Linked DNA regions of Hordeum vulgare: region 1 is linked to region 2. The links are chromatin contacts, called in public Hi-C maps. All regions are on one chromosome and are shown on one strand. Each heading gives the region's core, a stretch centred on a gene start, on an enhancer-like site or on the middle of the called end of the contact. The rest is flanking DNA. Distances are from core to core; before and after follow the strand shown.

The links. A called contact is a pair of places that touch in the nucleus more often than the background predicts.
Region 1: a Hi-C map of leaf shows a contact between it and region 2, with 3 times the contacts expected there. The contact joins the promoter of LOC123407782 here to the enhancer-like site in region 2. A contact is called at or near these places in 1 of 6 Hi-C or Micro-C datasets (leaf) and 1 of 1 datasets of contacts at active chromatin or transcription factors (embryo).

What each region holds. Positions count from the first base shown.
Region 1 is chr7H:171,607,638-171,614,336 of MorexV3_pseudomolecules_assembly, forward strand. It overlaps LOC123407782, which reads left to right and starts at 2,746. Exons shown (of 8, transcript XM_045100999.1): 1 at 2,746-2,864; 2 at 4,053-4,884; 3 at 4,983-5,289; 4 at 5,461-5,667; 5 at 5,753-5,926; 6 at 6,092-6,292; 7 at 6,381-6,494; 8 at 6,612-6,699. The coding sequence starts at 4,085.
Region 2 is chr7H:171,447,649-171,454,719 of MorexV3_pseudomolecules_assembly, forward strand. No RefSeq gene overlaps it. Among protein-coding and RNA genes, the nearest start is that of LOC123407693, 150 kb to the left of the region's middle. Within about 2 kb of position 3,238, at least 3 of the 3 cell types and tissues checked have open chromatin away from gene starts, as enhancers often do. A contact at or near this core is called in leaf, where this site is marked.

The sequences.
Region 1 (6,699 bases), core at 1,496-3,995, 160 kb after region 2:
AAATTTGAACTACTAATGAAATATAGAAAAAAACACATTAGATATTTACCTAAAACCTATGAGCTCTTGAGTGGATCCCACATTAGCTCGGAGACGTTGTTCTCGAAATCGTCAAAATGTAAATGATTGAGTAATATATCAAATTATGGTGAATCTTATAGGAAGGGAAAGTTGATAAGATAATTTTGGATGTTGGACAAGGAAATAAAAGGATTTTTTGTTTCAAGCATGATTATATTTTTATATTTGAGTACATAATTTCCTACTCCCCCGTCTCAGTTTACAAGTCTGGCACATGTACCTAGGTCGTCAATTTAACCAACTTAATGAGAGGCATATATTACAAAAAATATATCATTAGCAACTTTAGATGTTATATTTTCTAATGATATAATTTTTATGTTAAATAATATATTTTATATAAGTTAAATTGACGATCTAGATATACGTGCATGCCTTCTAAACTATGTGATGGAGGGAGTACTATGTCATGGTTTCCAATGAATCATGTGTATTACATTATTTCACTACACCGCATGTTTTTTCTACATCACGTGTTTCTACTACACTCAACATCACAGTATGTGTATTTCACCATGGAGCTCCTTCTGTTTATTTTCCTTCAAAATTCCATCCCTAGTTTCTACAAGAGAAATATTTTTTCTCCTTCACCCTTCCACACGAGCGCCTCCACGTCGACAAGGGTTTCGTCGCCTCTCGCCGATGCTAACGTCGATCGATCTATCTCATCTTCTATGGCATGAGGGCCATGGGGGCGCAATGGATCTTGACCCATGCCGGTGGAAGGGCTACTACTTCGTTTTACACACTTTTCAGAGTTTGATTAGGGTATATGTCTTGCTCACGAAGGCAAGGCGGCGGTGACTCCGTGAAGATGGAATAAGGCTTCTTCCTTCCTAGCCCCGTCATGATGGTGCGTCCAGCATCGTCGGAGGACGGGTGCAGGTGTGTCTCCGGCGGATCTCGTGGGATTCAACCGGTGTTTCTGTTCAGTTGATCTAGCGTGATTCAGTCGGTGTTTGTGGTCTGCTTTCGTCCGATCTTTGTTCATCTGCGTTTGTGTGTCTACAGGTTGGCTTCTTTTGGTCTATGCTTCTCCTCATCAAAGACGACTGTTCTTTTGACGAGCTGGTCCTTTGCGACCTTAGCACACCGACTTCTGGATTTTCTATTACAATACCGACTCCGGTGAGGAAGGGATAATGACAGCGACACATCTTTGGCTCGTTCCAATGCTTATAATCATCCATATATTGTATGCCCACATGGGTGTGTTTTTTGTTTTATTTTATGCCGCCATGATATTGGATGAATAATCAAAAGTTGTTAAACAAAAACGTTGCAATACGAAAAATAAAATGAGAAGAGAGAGACCATTCTTTTTTGGGCCGGTCGGCCCCCAGCCTTTCGATCTTTTCTGTCTTAGCGGTCCGATTGAGCCTCCCCACGCGTTCCTTCTTCCTCCTCGTGCAAAATCCTATACGCATCATTGCCCCTTCCTCCTCTGGCCTCCTGCTTGCAGCTCAACCCGCTGGCTCGTCGTCGCTGCTCACCGGAGCAGCTCGTCGGCTTGCCGGGTTGACCCGCTTGTGCCCCGTGTGGTTCTCGTCGGTCGCCGCCGGTCCTCGTCGCCCCTTCCTCCCCCGTCATGGATGAGCTATCCGCGAGCCTTGAATCTCGCCACCGCTCGCCATGAAGCGGTTGAGAGAGGGGATGCAGCTCGCCATGTCGTCGTTTGTAGCAAAATGAAACACCGGTTGTAGCAAAAATCGCAACGCCATGTGTGGTGTAGCAAAATGCGACACCGATGAAAGCAAAATGCGGTGCTGGTTGTATAAAATTTTGATGTCGGTTGAAGCATGTAGCAAAATTACGTCTTCGACCATGGACGCAACTTTGCCAGCCATGGAGCAGTTGAGAGAGGGGATGCAGCTCGTTATGTCGTCGGTTGTACCAAAATGAAACACCTGTTATAGCAAAAATTGCGACGCCATATACGATGTAGCAAAATGCGACGCTGGTGTTAGCAAAATACGGCGTCGGTTGTAGTAAATTTTGACACCGGTTGTGGCAAATTTCGACATTGGTTGTAGCAAAATTTGACACCGGTTGTAACAAAAATGATGATGACCGTGATGCCCGTGGTGACCATGCAACTCCACCGGACCGTCGTTGCAGCTCTCCCTAGACGCATAGGCTGGGCGGCGGCGAGCTCGCATGGACTGGTGCACGCGTAAGGAGAGGTCGCCCATGGCCATGGCTCCCGATCGAAGCGGAAAGGGAACGAGGAAGATGTGAATCTCAGGTGGGAGGGTGTTGCTGGGTCGTCAGGTCACGTCCGATCCAACGATTCACGTACGACCGGTCGTCGCGCGCCCGATCCAACGATTCGCGTACGACCGGTCGTCGCACGCCGGTTCCAAACGTTTCCTTTTTTTCTTTGGAAAAAAAGAAGAAGAGAGAAACCATTTGCCGGTTGCTACGCTCACCAATGGTGACCGGATCCGGGCCGTGTCGGATGCTTCTCAAGCGGAAAAGGGAAGCACACTGGACGGCCGATATAAGCAGCGACTCCACCTCCTCCCCCCTCTCTCTACACGACGACCACTTCGCCCACCACTCCCACGCCCGCACCGGCAGCGCCAGTTCACCCACGAGCGCGACGTGCGTCGCCTCTCGCGCCGACGGTCGCGCGCGGCGCAGGACGCGGGAACCCCCCACCTCGAGCAAGGCCGAAGCTGCCGCGAACTCCTCTCCTGCGCCAGCTCCCCGCATTGAGCCGCGAGGCTCGGCGAAACGCCACGCCGGGGCGGTCGCCGCCGCCTGCCGTCGCGCCGGAGTCGGTGAGCGTTGATTTTCTATTCCGTTCGACCGCTGCGCTCGTCCGAGCCTGGAACCCTGCTCCGCGATGCCCCCACCGGATCTCCGGAGGGATTCGTGAGCCGCGTGGCTCTGCGCCGGATTTGCTTCATTTTTTAGTTCATTTCTCTGTCTGGATCATTGATTTCTGGGAGTAGTTCCATCGCTCTGTTTGCGCCTGGGATCTCTGATTGAGCGGCATTGTTTCGCTTCCTTCAACACTGTATTCCTGTCTTCCTGATGGGAATTAGGCATTTCGGGGTCGTGGGGTGGACTGGTGGTAGTTTGCGATCCGCATTGACGAGTTTTGCAGCCCTGTTGTTCCCGTGAGCACTTGATTTGCCGGTGCGCTCTTGCTTACCTTTTCCTTGTCGTCCACGGCGAGCTCTCGCTGTGATACCAGCAAGTTGGTTGCAGACTTGAATAGTATTAGGAATTCCGTTGGGGCGGTTCGGTTTGGTTGGCGATCATTTACCATCTGCATTTATGGAGGAATATTGTCCAGTAGTACTAATTTCTTCATTTAAGATGTTCGATATCCAATTAACCCATCAGCAGCAATTACTGGAGTTGTTCTTGGTGATAATTGTTAATTTTAGGCAACGATTAAGACTTGCTGATCTACTATGCCACTTCGTGTGAAGTAGTTAAGCAGCGTATTTTTTAGATCTTTTTTGAGAATTTGGCTCTGTTAACTTTTATTTAAAAAGAAAGAAAGATGAATTCTAGTTTACGTGAAGTACTCCCGCTATCCTTCTCAGTATAACCAAGTAGCAAATTTTTAGATGAAGTTAAATATAAGATGCACGAGACGCCTAAAGTCTCTTATCAGTGGAGAGTGGAGTCTGTTGGCACCTTCCTTGATTTTGACATCACATCCTATATGGAAATGAGAATGCTTATTTTGGTTCAGAAAGTTGCCTCTTCACCTTTTTGAATTAGATGGCTCATCTTGGAGGTGTGTATTCTTACTACTGCAAACAAGTATAAGCCACCATTTTTTGTAGCCTTTCTTCTTCCGACCTGTTTGTTTTAAATTCCTTTATGCCTGAATTTGAATGATGTATTAGTTTTCTTCTGGCATGGACATTTTTCTCATTTTTCAGTCTTATTTGGATAGGCTTGCTTTGCAAACGTGGTTATGTAATTATTTGTGTCTATCATTTCTCCAGGAATCAGATTAGCAAATTAGAGGTATCCTGAAATGGGTGCCAAAGAGAATGGCGAAGTGAGAGATGAGAAGGGAGTTAGATCAGATTATGAACCATCTAGAGTTTCTGTTTCATCACAAAGTGAGGCTCATGGTAATGAAGATAATAGAGCGAAAAGAGCTTCAGTAGTTCCAAAGAAGCTCTTGAAAAAAGAGACCAAAGAAAATAGCCCCCGCATGGCCAAAAGCAGCACCAGTCGTCAAGTTCAAAACAAGGTGCAACAGAAAGCACCAAACAACACTCAGAACAGATCACCAAAACCTAGGAAAGCAGCAGTTAATGCTACTAGAGCAATTGAAGTTAGAAGACCAGATATTGTAAAAGTCCCTTCTCGCCCTCCATCAGAACTGTCCGAGGAGGCAGATGATATGGTTAGTGAAGCGGGAACCATGGATGATAGAGGCAATGAAGAGGCCAAAGAGATTGATGTGTTAGATGAAGCTCCACATTGCGATCAAAGTACTGGTACTGATGATGAAATTGCTGATATTGAAGAAAAGATAGTTGATGATGACAAATCAGTTTTACATCGGAAAAATGAGGAACTACAGACAAAACTTGAGAAGATGGAGCAGGAACTTCGTGAAGTTGCTGCACTCGAAGTTTCTCTATACTCTGTATTGCCTGAGCATGGAAGTTCAGCACATAAGTTGCATACCCCAGCTCGGCGTCTTTCTAGGCTGTACACTCATGCATCCAAGTTTTGGTCCCTGGATAAGAGAGCTTCAGCAGCAAAAAACACTGTTTCTGGTCTTGTTCTCGTTGTGAAATCCTGTTGTAATGATGCTTCAAGGTAAGATAGGGCTAAACTTGATCTCCACTTCGAATTCAGCGTATGAGATGTGGCACAAGAATAAAGTTTCCTCCATTAACTATCTACTGTTGATGTAGGTTAACATATTGGCTGTCCAATACAGTTGTTCTCAGGGAGATAATTTCAAAATCTTTTGGCATCTCACGTCAATCAATTCCAACCATGACGACTAGAAACTTAAATGGCAGTGCACAATGGTTCGATGGAAAATCCACACCCAAATCAACACCAATGCTATGGAAAAACAACTCCAACAGCAAGCCAACTGAACTTGCTTTAATACAGATATCAGATAATTGGCAGGAAACTAGTACACTTTTAGCCGCATTAGAGAGGATCGAATCTTGGATATTTTCTCGGATTGTTGAGACGGTGTGGTGGCAGGTAATATTTTCCTTAGGCCATATAATCCCTTGCTCCAAATTGGTCTTGCATTCCTAGTCCAGTGTTTAACAAACAAATAGTCTGCAGTGATTATCTCACGGACCTACCTGTTCTATAAATTTGTCTTATTTCTCCACATTGTGAACTTCCTGAAGAAATTTTCTTTTCCAGGCATTAACTCCTCACATGCAAACCCCGGCAGAAGGTTCGTCAACCCCAAAGGCTCGGAAAGTGTTAGGCCCTTCTTTGGGTGATCAGCAGCAAGGCACCTTTTCTGTTAACTTGTGGAAGGCTGCATTTCACGATGCATACAGCAGACTGTGCCCTCTTCGTGCTGGTGGGCATGAGTGTGGCTGTTTGCCAATATTGGCAAAACTGGTATTCATCGACATCTCTAGTTTTTTTTAAATGTATTTAATATTTCTAATATATTTGTGTATTTGACATGTTCTACTATTATCAGGTGATGGAGCAATGTGTAGCCCGTTTAGATGTTGCAATGTTTAATGCCATTCTTCGCGAATCAGCTAGTGAGATACCAACTGATCCAATATCTGACCCAATCGTTGACCCAAAAGTCCTCCCGATCCCAGCTGGTGAGCTAAGCTTCGGGTCAGGCGCGCAGCTGAAAAATTCTGTATGTACCCGATTCAACTTTTGAGTGCACCTGAAATAAATTTCCTATATTTTCTTTATCAAATTGTTTGTTGGGATGATAATTGTTGTTGATGTCAAAATTATTGTGCATTGCACATAATTATAAGTGCGCTAACCAATTTATTTGAAATGAATGCCTACGTAGATTGGAAATTGGTCGAGATGGTTGACGGATAACTTGGGCATTGATGCTGATGACCCTGAGGATGAAGGTTTCGACATAGGAAATGGGAATGATGAAAGAATTGGTGCAGCTGAAGCAAAGTCTTTTAAGCTGCTTAATGAACTGAGTGATCTCCTGATGACCCCGAAGGACATGCTTATTGAAAAATCCATCAGGAAAGAGGTCAGTGTCCGCGCATGGCTCCAGACGAACCTATCGTACTGTTTTCTGTTGGATTGAGCTGTCGTTAAGCTTTTGCACTGTCTATCAGATCTGCCCGTCGGTCGGGCTTCCACTTGTAACAAGAATCCTGTGCAACTTCACCCCTGACGAGTTCTGCCCCGATCCGGTCCCTAGCATAGTCCTAGAGGAGCTGTATTCTGAGGTGTGGTTTCTCTCTCACGAAAATGTTTTGGGATTATACAAGCATTACCGTGCTGACATATCAAACATTTGCGCAACAGACATGGTAGTTAACACTACACTTGATATTATGATGCAGAGCTTGCTGGATCGTGACACCGCAAAACGTGCGATCAGCGCATTCCCGTGCATCGCTGCTCCTATCGCGTACCGCTCCCCTTCCCAAC
Region 2 (7,071 bases), core at 1,988-4,487:
CTTCCGAGGTGGTGCACCACCTCACCCGTGGGTTGATTTTTTGTGGATATTTTTTATTGGTGCAATTTATTCTCTGCCGAGATGTATAGCGAGTAGCCCTCAAGGAGCGTGTCAGTCTAAAACCCGGAATGCACCTGAAGGATAAAAACCTCTGATCCCAGTAGCCCCTCAGACCCAGGTTGATTCACGAAATCGTCCTAGGGATCAACTCCTAGCTCGGCAGTATACTTAGGAACGGAAATGCAGTGTGCATAGTCCTCGAGACTCGGGTTGGATGCGGCCGACCAAATTGAGGATCGTAATCTCCTCAGAAACTGCTCTGCACTTGTTGTGTACCTTTTGACAACACCAAAGTATATATCGACACGAAAGATGCCAAACTGCGGGTCAGAAAAGATTTCCCGAGCAGAACTACCACGCCAAACACCTCGAACAAGAGGATGTCCTGCCTCCTGAAAGGAAAACCATAAAATAGGTTAAATGTGCCATAAGCCCGAAAAAACAACAAACTTTAGCAAAAACTTTGCGTCCGAACTATATCTATTTCTTGGTGCCAATCCAAAAATTGGTCTTAAAATTAGTTTGTGCTTCCGTCGTGCTTTAACATGACACATCCGATCTCAAGATTTCAAGCGGGCCAGCCTTCGGTTTCAACCTCCATATCCCGAAGGTGGAGTGTTTCTTCGAGGCCAGTTTAGCGAATTAAACTCGAGCGGCTTTAGAAGGAAACCAGGCAATCCGTCTATCGACCACACACTCGAGTCGAGAAAGGAGGGGTAGAAAAAGACTTTGCAACGACCAAGAAGAAAACATTTATTATAAAATGGCTCATATAAATTTTGAAGATCCCGTAAACAAAGTGTTTTTAACAAGCAACGCTTTTAACAAGCCAAGTTTTTAACAAACAACTTTCTTTTGTATAACACGAATGTAATGCTTGGTCAAGCCGCATAGAAATTAAAAATTGAAAGAAGGTTGAGCATGAAAGCGACTTAGTTGGTTAATGTGTTCGGTGTGACGTGGGCCGATCTTGTCGAAGAGCTCGGCTTGATGAAGTGGCGACGCAACACAGTCGAAGTGGCTAGGCAAAGCCACCAGTCGAGCTAACATGGCGAAGCTGGTCAGTTGGTGATGCCGAAGTCCCCGGAGCAGGTTGATGACAATATAGCGAAGCCCCCGGTCTAGATGAGGTGACGGAGTAGGTCGGTATGGTGACACTAGAGCCCCCATGCCACTCGACGTGTCGAAGTGGGTCGGTATGGTGGACGTCGGCTTGAAAGAGCGTCAGCGCTGCAAAGCCGACGCATGTCGGAATTTGTAACGCGGTCAATGCTGGCTTGATGAAGCAACAACGCACCTGATCCGTGCAACCCGCAGATGACTAGGTTCTCTTGATGATTATTCGGCTCTCGTGATGCCAAACTCTTGATCGGCTGGCCGAGATGATGAAATAAATTTCCTTCAAAAAGAATGCCCCACAACCCGTTCATGAAAAAGGTAAACTCGGGCCGGATTCGTTTTTGCATAGAAAACATATCCAAAATTCATGGTACTCATCGGACGTTTTCCGAAGTTTGGACGGTCCGATCGAGCTGAAATTTTGAGGGCTGATCCATATAGGGTTCCATCGGACATCCGAGCTAGATGGTGGACAGCCCGCCCTAAATTCATCCACATTCCCTTCCAAAATCGACATGGCTCCAGTATATTGGAGATCGCCGGAGATTCCTCCGTCGGAACGCGACGCAATTTTGCAGGGTGGTTGTACATTCAGTTACGCACAATTCCATCGAAGCAATCATTAAAACGACGGTCAAGTAGGCGGGGACGACGAACACAATTCTGTTGTCCAGAAAAAACTGCAATCTACACACGAGCCATCGATCCTTCGGCGGTCCCACAACAGAACTCTCAATGAAAGCACCAATGTCGGTGTCAAAACCGGCTGATCTCGAATAGGGGGTCCGAACTATGGATCTTGGATTAATGGATGGCAAGAAACAAGGAAGACGATGTTTACCCAGGTTCGGGCCCTCTCGAAGAGGTAAACACTACGTCCTGCTCTTGTTTATATTGATGATGAATTATCAAGGAGAGAGTTAATCTACCTCGAGATCGTATGTTGTGGTCTAAATCCTTGGAGTAATGAGCTTAATCTCAATGATCTATCTAATAACTAGCCTAACCTCGGCTTATATAACACACCGGAGGCCTGGGATAACAAGAGTCCTAATCGGCTACGTCGGCGGTGAGGAGTCCTTTCTTGATCACCAAGTCTTGTTGAATATTCCTCGTATATGTCAACCGGTGTCCAAGTGGCTCATGGGTCAGGCCCGTGGAGATAGGCCGGTGGTCCAAGGACCTCTTAGTCCCGGACTCCCTCAACGATAGCACCGCACCGACGTCTCATTCTAGCGCGAGTGGTGGTCGTTCGATGATCTCGAAATCTCGATGTAATTTTTATTTTACGATGTTTTGTACTTTCAATGAACTTGTGCAGTAGATGAAACCAAAGTTGTTGAATGGTTAGGAGAATTATGGTATCCCGAATCCATCAAAGGTTTTGAGTGATATACATTTAGTGGAAGAAGACGTTCACCTCGAAAGCTTAGTCTCTCCAAGGTAGTGATGAGTTTACGTGTGTATGCATGAGCGTATGTATTGTGTTTTAAAAAATAAAGCTTTGACAAAATAGATCTGATTTTTAAGAAAGAAACATTCACGAATCACGAGGACAAGTACGCTGTACAAGATCGTAGGTAAGGCATTCAGAATTTCCCTTCTACCGTCCTGTGTACCACCACCACACGGGTCGCTGACTTGCGCCGTATACCGTATCTATACAGCTGCGAGTAGGTGGCACACACTCCGTAGCAGCAGGTGTCACCCGACGCGGCGGAGCGGCGAGCATCGCCACTCACCGTGGCGTGGGCCGTCCGTAGCATACGCCAAACTCTGGGATACGCCGTGGTGACCGGAGCCGGTCGGTGGCCACCGACAGCTTCGCCACCAGGGTCCGGTCACCGCCCTTTAACAAATCGGAGGCCGGAAAAGGCTTTCCTTTCTCACGTCTGCCTGGTTTCTTCTTTTGTGCGAGTGTGGAGAATATGTGCGTCCTTTATTTTTCGTGATGGAATAATCAATCGGGACGGCAGGCTCGCTCTTTACATGGGCGCCACGCAATATAATATGCACATGACATGCACAGGGGGGTCTGGAGCACGGACAAGTAGGGTAACATGGAACATGGAGAAACGCCGCGTTGCCCAGCGGCGAAACCACCCGGCAGGGCCGTAGGTAGTCCCCTGTACCGTCGGCTTGCTCCCATGGGGCAATGACAGACACCGTGGCCTGGAGCTGGAGGTACGTACAAGAGCACCAGCTTTGGCACGGCCGTTCAGAGCTTGGAGAGGGAATTCAAGGTTAACCCCACCTAGCTTTTCCTTTTGGCAGGGAGTAAAATGTACTTGGCGGACAACGGACGTCGCAAGGCTCGACACTGTCAACGCCGTACCTTGGGTGGTTGTCCATGAACGTGTACAAATGTGTTCCATGCGTGAGGCGACGACTAAACAAGACCATCTGTCTACTTTGGGATGGTATAAGTAGATCGGCGTTGGTGAATCTGCTGAGCAAGTTATGAAAGAGAATGTCTTTAGGCCGGTGCATAAATAAAAACATGCGTCTTGCTTCAAAAGAGTAGTATGATATAGTAATACTTGCCAGTTTTGCTGCTAGACTCGTGTAGACGTATACACATCTGGTCAGTGCAGAATAAAGGGTCAGCGAACGCATAAAAGAGAGTGTTGATCATTGAAGGAGGACCCACCTCAGATCACCGATATCCTTGTTTTCTTTACGGCTGTTCATGCATGTTCCAACTCCAAAAGCTTTCATCCCCCCCCCCCCCCCCCCACCTGGTAAAAAACCTTAGAACACATCACTCTCACGATGTTACAATACGCAAATACTTAGCTCTAGCAAGACACCACAACGTCATCTCCTTTTTTATTCTAGAGACGATAACGCAAACCGACACTGCGGTGTTGCGAAAAAACCCTAGCATTCTGCTCTTTTCAAATTTCCGTGGAGACGAGCATCGTAAGAGAATCGAGCGACCTTCACGATTGTGTCATCCTCGACGCGTTTGTGCTCCACCACGCCTTCACAGAGTCCACGATGCCCCGATCCTCAGGTTGAACATCATGGAGATCGAGCCAAGTCTTGGTCATGCCCCCAAACATTGACCATGTAGTGACATTGGAGAAGTAGATGAACCATCGATTCCTGGAATTGCTGGTAAATAGGGCACATGTTGTAGTTAGGCCATCCCCGCCGATGTAGTCTGTCAACTGTCAAGATCCAGTTGATAACGATGAGCCAACCAAAGAACTTGCCTTCGAGGGGAGCCGAATCCTCTAGACATTGAGAGTCATTTCCGTGTCAACTAATCAGAGAAATTATGCATTGTAGGCCGTCGCCGTGGAGTAGTGGTCGTCCTTGGTGAGCTTACAAGAGATAGTATCGGTCATACCTGGGTTGAGATGGACGTGAGAGAGCTTCTCCGAGAGAGTAACAACCTTGGTAAGGTGGTCAACTATGAAGCCTCACTACTGTTCACTTGGGAGACCTAGAAGTTGTTGAGCATCACTTTTTGTATCGAGCACTTCTTCCTTTTGGACATGTCAAATTTTTTTGGAGCAATGTCCATGGGTCGCAACCCATCAAGACATGCGGACTCCCAAAAGGTAGCCCGGAGATCATTGCCGACCACAACCTTTGTAGCACTCACAAAGGTATCGCGATTATGTCAGCCGCATGGGTTCCCCAAGCCAACCCATGGCTTGACCGCGTTGATCCACTCGCCCTAAAGCTAGCGAATGTGAAGCGTAGAAGCAAACCATTTCAGACTTAGAATACAAAGGCCACCATGAAGCTTTGACTTGTATGCTTTCGCAATTAACCTTGCATTTTCCTCCTGTAACCATGCCACATCCAACCCATAAATAAGCCCGTTGAAGTAAGTCGGTCTTGTTCATAATGTCAACCGGAAGGCTTAGCTCGTCATATATAGATGGCAATGGTCGTAAGGACGGACTTGACCAACACCACCCGCCCTAGCGAAAACAGTCGCGTCGTCGACATATAGAGAATCTCAGATCACCTTAGCATGATCTCCAAGAGGACGAGGCCGTCCCTGGGTAGTGACCTTCGGGTGGATGTGATGTAAGAGATCCATCGCAATCACAAAGAGGAGAGGGGAGAGACGGGGCCCTGCCTCAAACCACATATGTACTTGAATGGGGCATGAGGAATTCCATTGAGTAGAATATATGATGACGTTGAAGATAGGAGGGTCGAACCCACCCACAAAAACGAGGAGGGAAACTGAGGTGATAGAGCAAGTTAACGAGGAAATCTCATGGCACCGAGTCGAAGCTTTTTTTATGTCAAGTCTGAATAGAAGTGTCACGGTCTTGTTGGGGTGCAAGCGTCTCGTAAGGATGCGCACATATATGAAATTATTGAAGGCACACCTTCTCCATTGGTGGTTTTGGTAATTAATGTCAACATACATATCATTAGATTAATAGTTTCCTAAAATACATTTCAGGAAAGTTTCAATGTTGGCATGGGTAGGACATGTGATTGTAGACCCTTTAAGCTACAAAGGGAACACACTGGCAAAAGCTTCAAGACTCTACTTTCAGTTGAGTGATCATTGATCACACAGAGTCTATAGGAAAGCTAATACTATTAAGAGGGGTTGAGGTCTTCATGATGACTCAATTGCTCAAGTTCTTAGAGATTTGCCACCAAAAACCCTCAACCACTTTACCACATTCCATCTGTCCCAAAACCCTAAGTCAAACTCGGTCCCACCAAAGCAGCATCCACATCCGAATCCACCAAGGCAACTAAGGCAAAGCCATAAGCCAAACCCTAGCAACTCGATACAACTGAAATTCCATTCGGTCTTATCGAAGAGCGGTGACTAAGTTTATGTACCCGTTCGAATTCATTTTTAAATCACCAAGATGAACTGATCGAAATTACCTAAACAAGGAATCTTCTTAGGTCATCTTGAATTGGTCTCACCAAGTTCATTCATATGGTCCCACCGAAAATCCTAAAGTTCGAATATTTTACATTGTTCATTCTCACCGATATTTCACTTTGGTGTCAGCAAGTTGTGCTTAATGTTTGTAATAGTTGGAATTCTGGTGAAGACTATATATACCCGTGCCCGTCCACCATCACCTACTCTCAGAGAGAGCAACCAGTACAAAGCATACACCTTCCATCTCCATTTTCTGATAGAGAACCACCTACTCTTGTGTTGAGATCAAGGGCTTCCACTCTAACCATATGATCCTTGATTTCTAGCCTCCCCAAGTTGCTTTCCACCCAATCCTTCTCTTCTACTAAGCCGAATTATGTGAGAGGGTGATCAAGTGTTGAGGATACTATCTTTTCAAGCACAATAGAAGGAGTTCATCATCAACACAACATCTATTACCTTTTGGAGAGTGGTGTCTCCTAGATTGCTTAGGTGTCACTTGGGATCCTCCAAATCATGTGGAGTTGAACCAAGAAGTTTGTAAGGGCAAGGAGACCCTCTACTTCATGAAGATCTACCCCGAGTGAGGCTAGTCCTTCATGCATGTAAGCCATGATGTCATACACAATGTTGCTTCTTCGGGGACACTTCGCGTGTGGAGCCCTCCATGGACTCGCGCAACCGTTACGTTACACGTCTCCAACGTATCTATAATTCTTTTATTGTTCCATTCTATCATATTATCAATCTTGTATGCTTTATATGCATTTAAATGGTGTTTATATCATTTTTGGTAACCAACTTATTAACTCAGTGCCAAGTGTCAGTTGTTGTTTTTTTGTATATTCTTGGCTTTTCACGAAACTAGTACCAAACGAAGTCCAAATGCTATGAAACTTTTTGATGATTTTTCTGGACCAAAATAAGACTTGGAAGCTTTAAAGGGAGACCAGACGATGCACCACGAGATGCCAAGGCAATAAGGAGCACCTAGGGGGTAGGCGCGCCCT